2 separate regions of the Cricetulus griseus genome follow, and region 1 is linked to region 2. The links are chromatin contacts, called in public Hi-C maps. All regions are on one chromosome and are shown on one strand. The core of a region is the stretch at or near the end of the contact, and the rest is flanking DNA. Distances in the headings are between cores, read along the strand shown. Region 1 holds the start of Stk11 (serine/threonine-protein kinase STK11). Region 2 overlaps Sbno2 (protein strawberry notch homolog 2).

What was found. A called contact is a pair of places that touch in the nucleus more often than the background predicts.
Region 1: a contact with region 2 is called in a Hi-C map of the CHO-K1 cell line, with 4 times the contacts expected there. The contact joins the promoter of Stk11 here to the enhancer-like site in region 2. A contact is called at or near these places in 4 of 8 Hi-C or Micro-C datasets (the CHK-Q cell line, the CHO-K1 cell line and fibroblasts).

What each region holds. Positions count from the first base shown.
Region 1 is chr5:100,914,797-100,917,496 of CriGri-PICRH-1.0, reverse strand. Stk11 (serine/threonine-protein kinase STK11) reads right to left here and starts at 1,299. Exons shown (of 9, transcript XM_027419395.2): 1 at 982-1,299. The coding sequence starts at 1,271.
Region 2 is chr5:100,868,345-100,871,044 of CriGri-PICRH-1.0, reverse strand. It overlaps Sbno2 (protein strawberry notch homolog 2), which reads left to right. Exons shown (of 31, transcript XM_035445448.1): 5 at 78-239; 6 at 2,534-2,700. Among named protein-coding and RNA genes, the nearest start is that of Gpx4, 17 kb to the right of the region's middle. Within about 2 kb of position 1,449, at least 4 of the 6 cell types and tissues checked have open chromatin away from gene starts, as enhancers often do. A contact at or near this core is called in the CHO-K1 cell line and fibroblasts, where this site is marked.

The DNA of each region.
Region 1 (2,700 bases), core at 50-2,549, 47 kb before region 2:
TAACCCTGAAGCCAAAGGGGGCTGAAGACCTGGGAGGGGCTGCTTGCCTCAGCAGACCAGTAGACACCACCCAGATGTAAGGTTATCAGCCTAAGACACCTCCACTTTCAGAAAACAGTGATTTGGAACCAGGTTTTCCCCAGCTCAGGTCTCTAACCTCTAGCTGGTCACACCTGGAGGAACACCCCCAGGCCCCACAGAGCCAGAATAACCCAGGGCCAGTCCTATACAAGAAGCCAAACAGGTCTGAGGCTAGCCCAAGACACCAGCCTGCCCTGCTCCACCAGCTGGGTGCACACACTTGGTCCTGGGGAGCTACCCACCTCCCTGTGAGAACCACTCAAGAGCAGCGCCCAGCTGGCAAAAACAAGGAGCTCCCAGCTTTTCCTGGGACAGGACCACAAGCAAGGTCACCAGCCAGGCAGAGTCTCTGCCAGTGCTGGCCCCACAGATAAGGCCCCTTCTTGGAAGACAGTAGGTGAGGTTTCCTAAGTTCCGCCCAGCCGGACAGGCGATAGAGTTCCCAAGGCCCAGCGACACCAAGCACGCAGGACACCGCAGGGACCAGCGCCAACACTGGCTAGCTACCTCCTGCCCCTGCCTCCCGCCTCCCAGCCTGTGTTCACCATTATTTTTGGCCCCACCAGTTCCCTCTGACTCCGTAAACAAAGTAGCCACCCGCCTGGCAACGCCCGCCAAGGAAGCCAGGCCAGGCCCGCGCCAAGATCCGGCCGAAAAAAGAGGGCTGGACGTGGCCACACGACCTCCCCCCTAGGGAAGTCCTGGGGGCTGCCCTAGCACACAGTCCCTACGCGGTGACGCTTAGGGATAGTGGCAGAGAGGGGAGAGGAAAAAGAGGGAGGAAGGAAATGAGAAGGGGAGGAAGGTTAGAGGGGAGGAAAGAATAGGGCCAGGAAGTAGAGAGAAAAGAGGAAGGGCCGCCCGAAAGCTCAAGGCCGGCCCCAGGCCCTTGGCACCTACTTCTTGACGTTGGCCTCGCCATTGGGGATCCTGCGTAGCTTTTTCTTCTTGAGGATCTTGACCGCCCTGCGACACAAGGTCTCGGAGTCCAGCACCTCCTTCACCTTGCCGTACGAGCCCTCCCCGAGCAGGTCCCCCATCAGGTACTTGCCGATGAGCTTGGCGCGCTTGCGGCGCGGCTGGTAGATCACCTCGGTGGAATCGATGCGGTGGATGAAGGTGTCCATGCCCACCGAAATCAGCTCACTCTCTGGAAAAAGGCCCAGCGGCTGGGGATCCCCCACGTCCATCCTGGCCCAGTCTTTGTCCCCTTCAGGGACGCCAATTCTTTTCGAGTTCGAATCTCCCCCCCGCCCGCCCCGCCCCGCCCCGCTTCTTACAAATGTTCAAGAAGGAAAACGGAGAAAGAAAAAAAGCCTCCCCAACACTCCCGGTCCCCTCGACCGGGTCCACGTCCCCTTCGTGGGCGCCAATTCTTCACTTTTGACTTTTCCCCCTTTCTTCTAGATGTTCAATGAGGGAAAAAAAAAAAAAAGGAAAAGCAACGAACCCCGCCAACCCTCGCGTCCCCCCAATTCAGGTCCCCGGGGACGCTGCTTCCGACGGAGGCGACGGTCCGCCGTCGCGGCGCGCGGGCCGCTAGGTCATGGTCGCCACTCGGGCCCCGCGCTCAGGCGCCCAAGGCGGCAGCGCCGAGGCCGGTCCGCGCCGTCCATGTCCGGCCCGCGCCGACGCCCCGCGCGGCCCCTTAGTTCCGTGACTTCCCGGGACGCGGACTCCACCCGGACGCAGGGCACCGGGACACCCGCAGGCCGCAGGCACCGAAGTCGGGGTAGTGAATCTTCCGGAGACCGATGGGTAAAAAAACACCCCGGGCGGCGGGTCCCCCTCGCCGCCAAGCCGCCGCGCGACAGGCAGGAGGCCGGAGCGGCGAGGGGGGAATCGAACTTCAGGCAGAAAGATGCTGCCCGCGAGGGGAAACTCCAAGCCGGCGCCACCCTCCGCGGCTCGCGCCTCACTCGCGGACACCGTGAGCCGCCTCCCCTTCCCTAGACCGACACGCCGCCGCCATCTTGTTTACCGCCCTGCGCCGCGCCGTCGTCGCACGCCTCAACGGCGGACACGCCCCCTCGCGGAGCCGACGTGCGCGGCCGTTGGCTGTAGCCTTAAGTCCCGCCCCCAGACACGCCTCAATTCCCAACGCGGATTGGCCTATTTGGATCGGAGTAGGCGCTCGAGCTGACATTGGACAGCTCGGGTTCCACCTCAGAAGGCGGGACCTACGTTCTCATTGGTTGACTCAGACGCCCGTCAATGAGAATTGGAGTAAGCAAGCGACTGTAAAGGAGCGACATGAACGGCTGTGGGCGGTGGCTTCAAGCCCCGCCCCTCGGTGGGGCTCCAGAGATGGAATTGGTCAGCGCTGATGTGTGTAGGCGGGATCTTATCTCTGAATGGTCGTTACAGACGCCCGTCAGCCAGCGCGACTGACGAGCGGTAAGGTAGCTTGTAGAAGTGACCTCGGAGTTTCGGGACTCGGGTTAGAGTTCACGCGCGCCAACGTCCTCCGGAGAACGGCCGCGAGTGGGAGGGTGGAGAGACAGCCTTGCGGCTCCCTGAATTCACCCAGTCCGGCGTCGTTCCCAACGGCCCTTGGGAACGGGACAAAGGTCAAAAAGCGCCAAGCTGACAAACGGTACCCGGAGTCTTCCTGAAGCG
Region 2 (2,700 bases), core at 200-2,699:
TGTGTGGCAGAATACAGTGTCACTTGCCTGAATGCCCATACAAAGCCAGCCACTGCCTCACCCAAGCCTTCTCCTAGGACCCCTCATGCCTCGAGGACCTCTCCAATGCCTCCATCTTCTCATCCTCTGTGGATTCTCTGTCAGACATCCCCGACACACCTGACTTCGTGCATGTCGACAGCCTCAACGAAGTGTCCACAATCTGGGATGTCAGCACCACCTCAGCTACCCATGACAAGGTGAGCAGGCTCAGTCTGGTGACACAAGGGGAGCGTGTGGGGTGGGGGCTGTGGCCTGAGCTCTTTCTCAGGAGTGAAGACGGCATGCTCAGGCCTGAGTTAGAAGGGTCCTGTACCTCAGAGGCTGGAGGAACAATCTCCACAGCCCTAGAGGCCCGCCACACATCCCATGTCCCCAGACGACCCCTATTGGATCTCAGGTGCTGTGTGCCTGCTGTGCACATGGGCACATCCAAGAGAGACACGGAGCAGGCTGAGTCTGTTTCTCTTTGGTGCCTCAGTTTCTGAGCTGCAGTGTCACGTAGCCGAGACTCTGCTCGGCAGCCAAGGTTGCCCTTTAACTCCTGATCGAGTGCTGGGGTGACAGATGTTAGCCAGCGTGTCTGACTCCAAAGGCAATTTAGGTTACCAGTTCTCACCCCAAGAACTCTGCCCTCAGTGTCCCCCAGAGACATGCTGGGGGACAGACATACGTGACTGGCCTGAGTGGATGGTAGTCAGCAACCCTGCTTTGCTCCCTGCAGGGCCCAGGATGCCTCAGGGAACACCTGGCCTCCTATCCAGGGTGAGGAGATACTTAGCTGATGACTCCCTAAAACCATGAGACCCCAGAGCTCACCACAGTGAGTCAGACAGTATCTCCCAGGGGACTTTGGCTTCTGGGACTGACCTCTTCTCTCACTCCATACACTGGATGGGTTTCCACGTGGACAGCACCGCAGAACTTAGGCAGGTGACTATAGGGTACCCAGACTTCGGGGTATACAGGACACTGACCCAGAAGGCTCTTGATCAGCAGGTAGTTTTGCCCCCAGAGGACACTAATGACATGCATGGTCCCAACCTGGGGAGACCTTGGCATGGACAGAGCATCACTGAGCCTGACGTGGCCCCTAATCCTAGTGATGCAAAGAACCGCAGTCCAGGCCTTGCTGGGGTCTTCCAGATAGAAGCTTCTAGACTTTAAGAGTGTAAGTTAGGAACACTCCCAGGACTCTCCAGATGGGAGACCTTGATGCCATACAGCTCTGAGGTAAGGGCCAGTAATGCAGTTGGCACAGGGCCAGCAGGAGGACAGGCTGCCCCTCTACCTCCTGCTATGAGGAGCCAGAAGGCCTGTTTGATGCTGAGATCAAGGCCACAAGGTACTGCCCACCCCGCCCAGGGCCCCAGGCTGCTGTAGACCAAGCCCCATATCTGAAACCTAACACCCTGCACTGCCCCAGCCTGGCCTGCAGGCCGGAACATGACTCAGCCTTCCAGGAACCTCCACCAGTCTGTTTGGGTTTTTGTTAATTTAAGAAAGAAAGAAAAGGAAAAAAAAAAAAAAAAAGGAGGAGTCAGGAGGGTTGAGTGTGGACTTGTAACCTTCCCAAGCTTCCGCTGGCTTTCAACACCCCTGGCCCTGTTCCCAGCAGAGCAAGGGACATGTGATAGTGACTATCCCTGCAGTGCCCCCAGAGACTCCTGTCCTCTCTCAAGAATGCTGAGTCCCCAGTGAGCCCTGCAGGTCAAGGCTGAAGGCCTGCCTGCCATCAGGAGCTGGGAGCAGGCTTAGTGGACGTGCACAAAGCCCTGGGCTCCATCTCTGCACCATGTGAACCAGGTGCGCTGCTGTACCTGTAATCACAGCACTCAGGAGGCTCTGGCAGGAGGATTGGGATTTTAGGCTCCTTAGCTATACAGGAAGTTTGAGGCCAGCCTGGGTTGCATGACCCTTACTTTAAAAAACCAAACAAATAAAAGGGGGTGTGCTGCCATTGCAGGCTTTGTCCCCAGCACCTACATGGTGGACCCCAACTGTCTCTAACACAGTTTCAGGGAAGCCGGGCTTTCTTTTGGCCTCCACAGGCACTGCATGCATGCAGCAACTTTACATACATGATGACTAAGTCTTTAAAATCTATCCTTATGTCTACATTGGGGAATTGAGAATCAGTTTGCAAAGGAGAACCACTTCCCCTGCAATGGCTACAGACACAACTCATTGGCCAGTCCACACCATTTGTCCAGCTCAGGGTCAGCACTTGTGGCTCGTGGTACGTGCCCTGCCCCTGTTCACAAGGATGAGACTCAGGGCCATCCATCTCTCTTGTAGAGGAGTGTGGTCACAGTGTTGGGGACATTCTTACCTGATCACCCTGAGGAGGTCTTCCAGGGCCGTTCCTTAGCTACTGGGTGCATAGTTACTTCCAGGGACGCTCGCCTGGCCTGCAGTGTCTAAGTCTGCGTGCCAGGACTGCTTGACTGGCTTTTGTCTGCTACTGCCTCATGGTTCCTCTTGTGCCACACAGGGGCACAATCTGTCCTCAGCCCATCCTACCAGGGTCTGCCAGGCCCCTAAGAATGGAGCAGCCCCTCAGGATACAGGCACTGGCACAGGAGGCCATGGCTCACACCCTCCCCTGAATTCCCTACAGCTGTTCCTGCCTAGTGGGCCATTTTCAGCTCTCGAAGACCC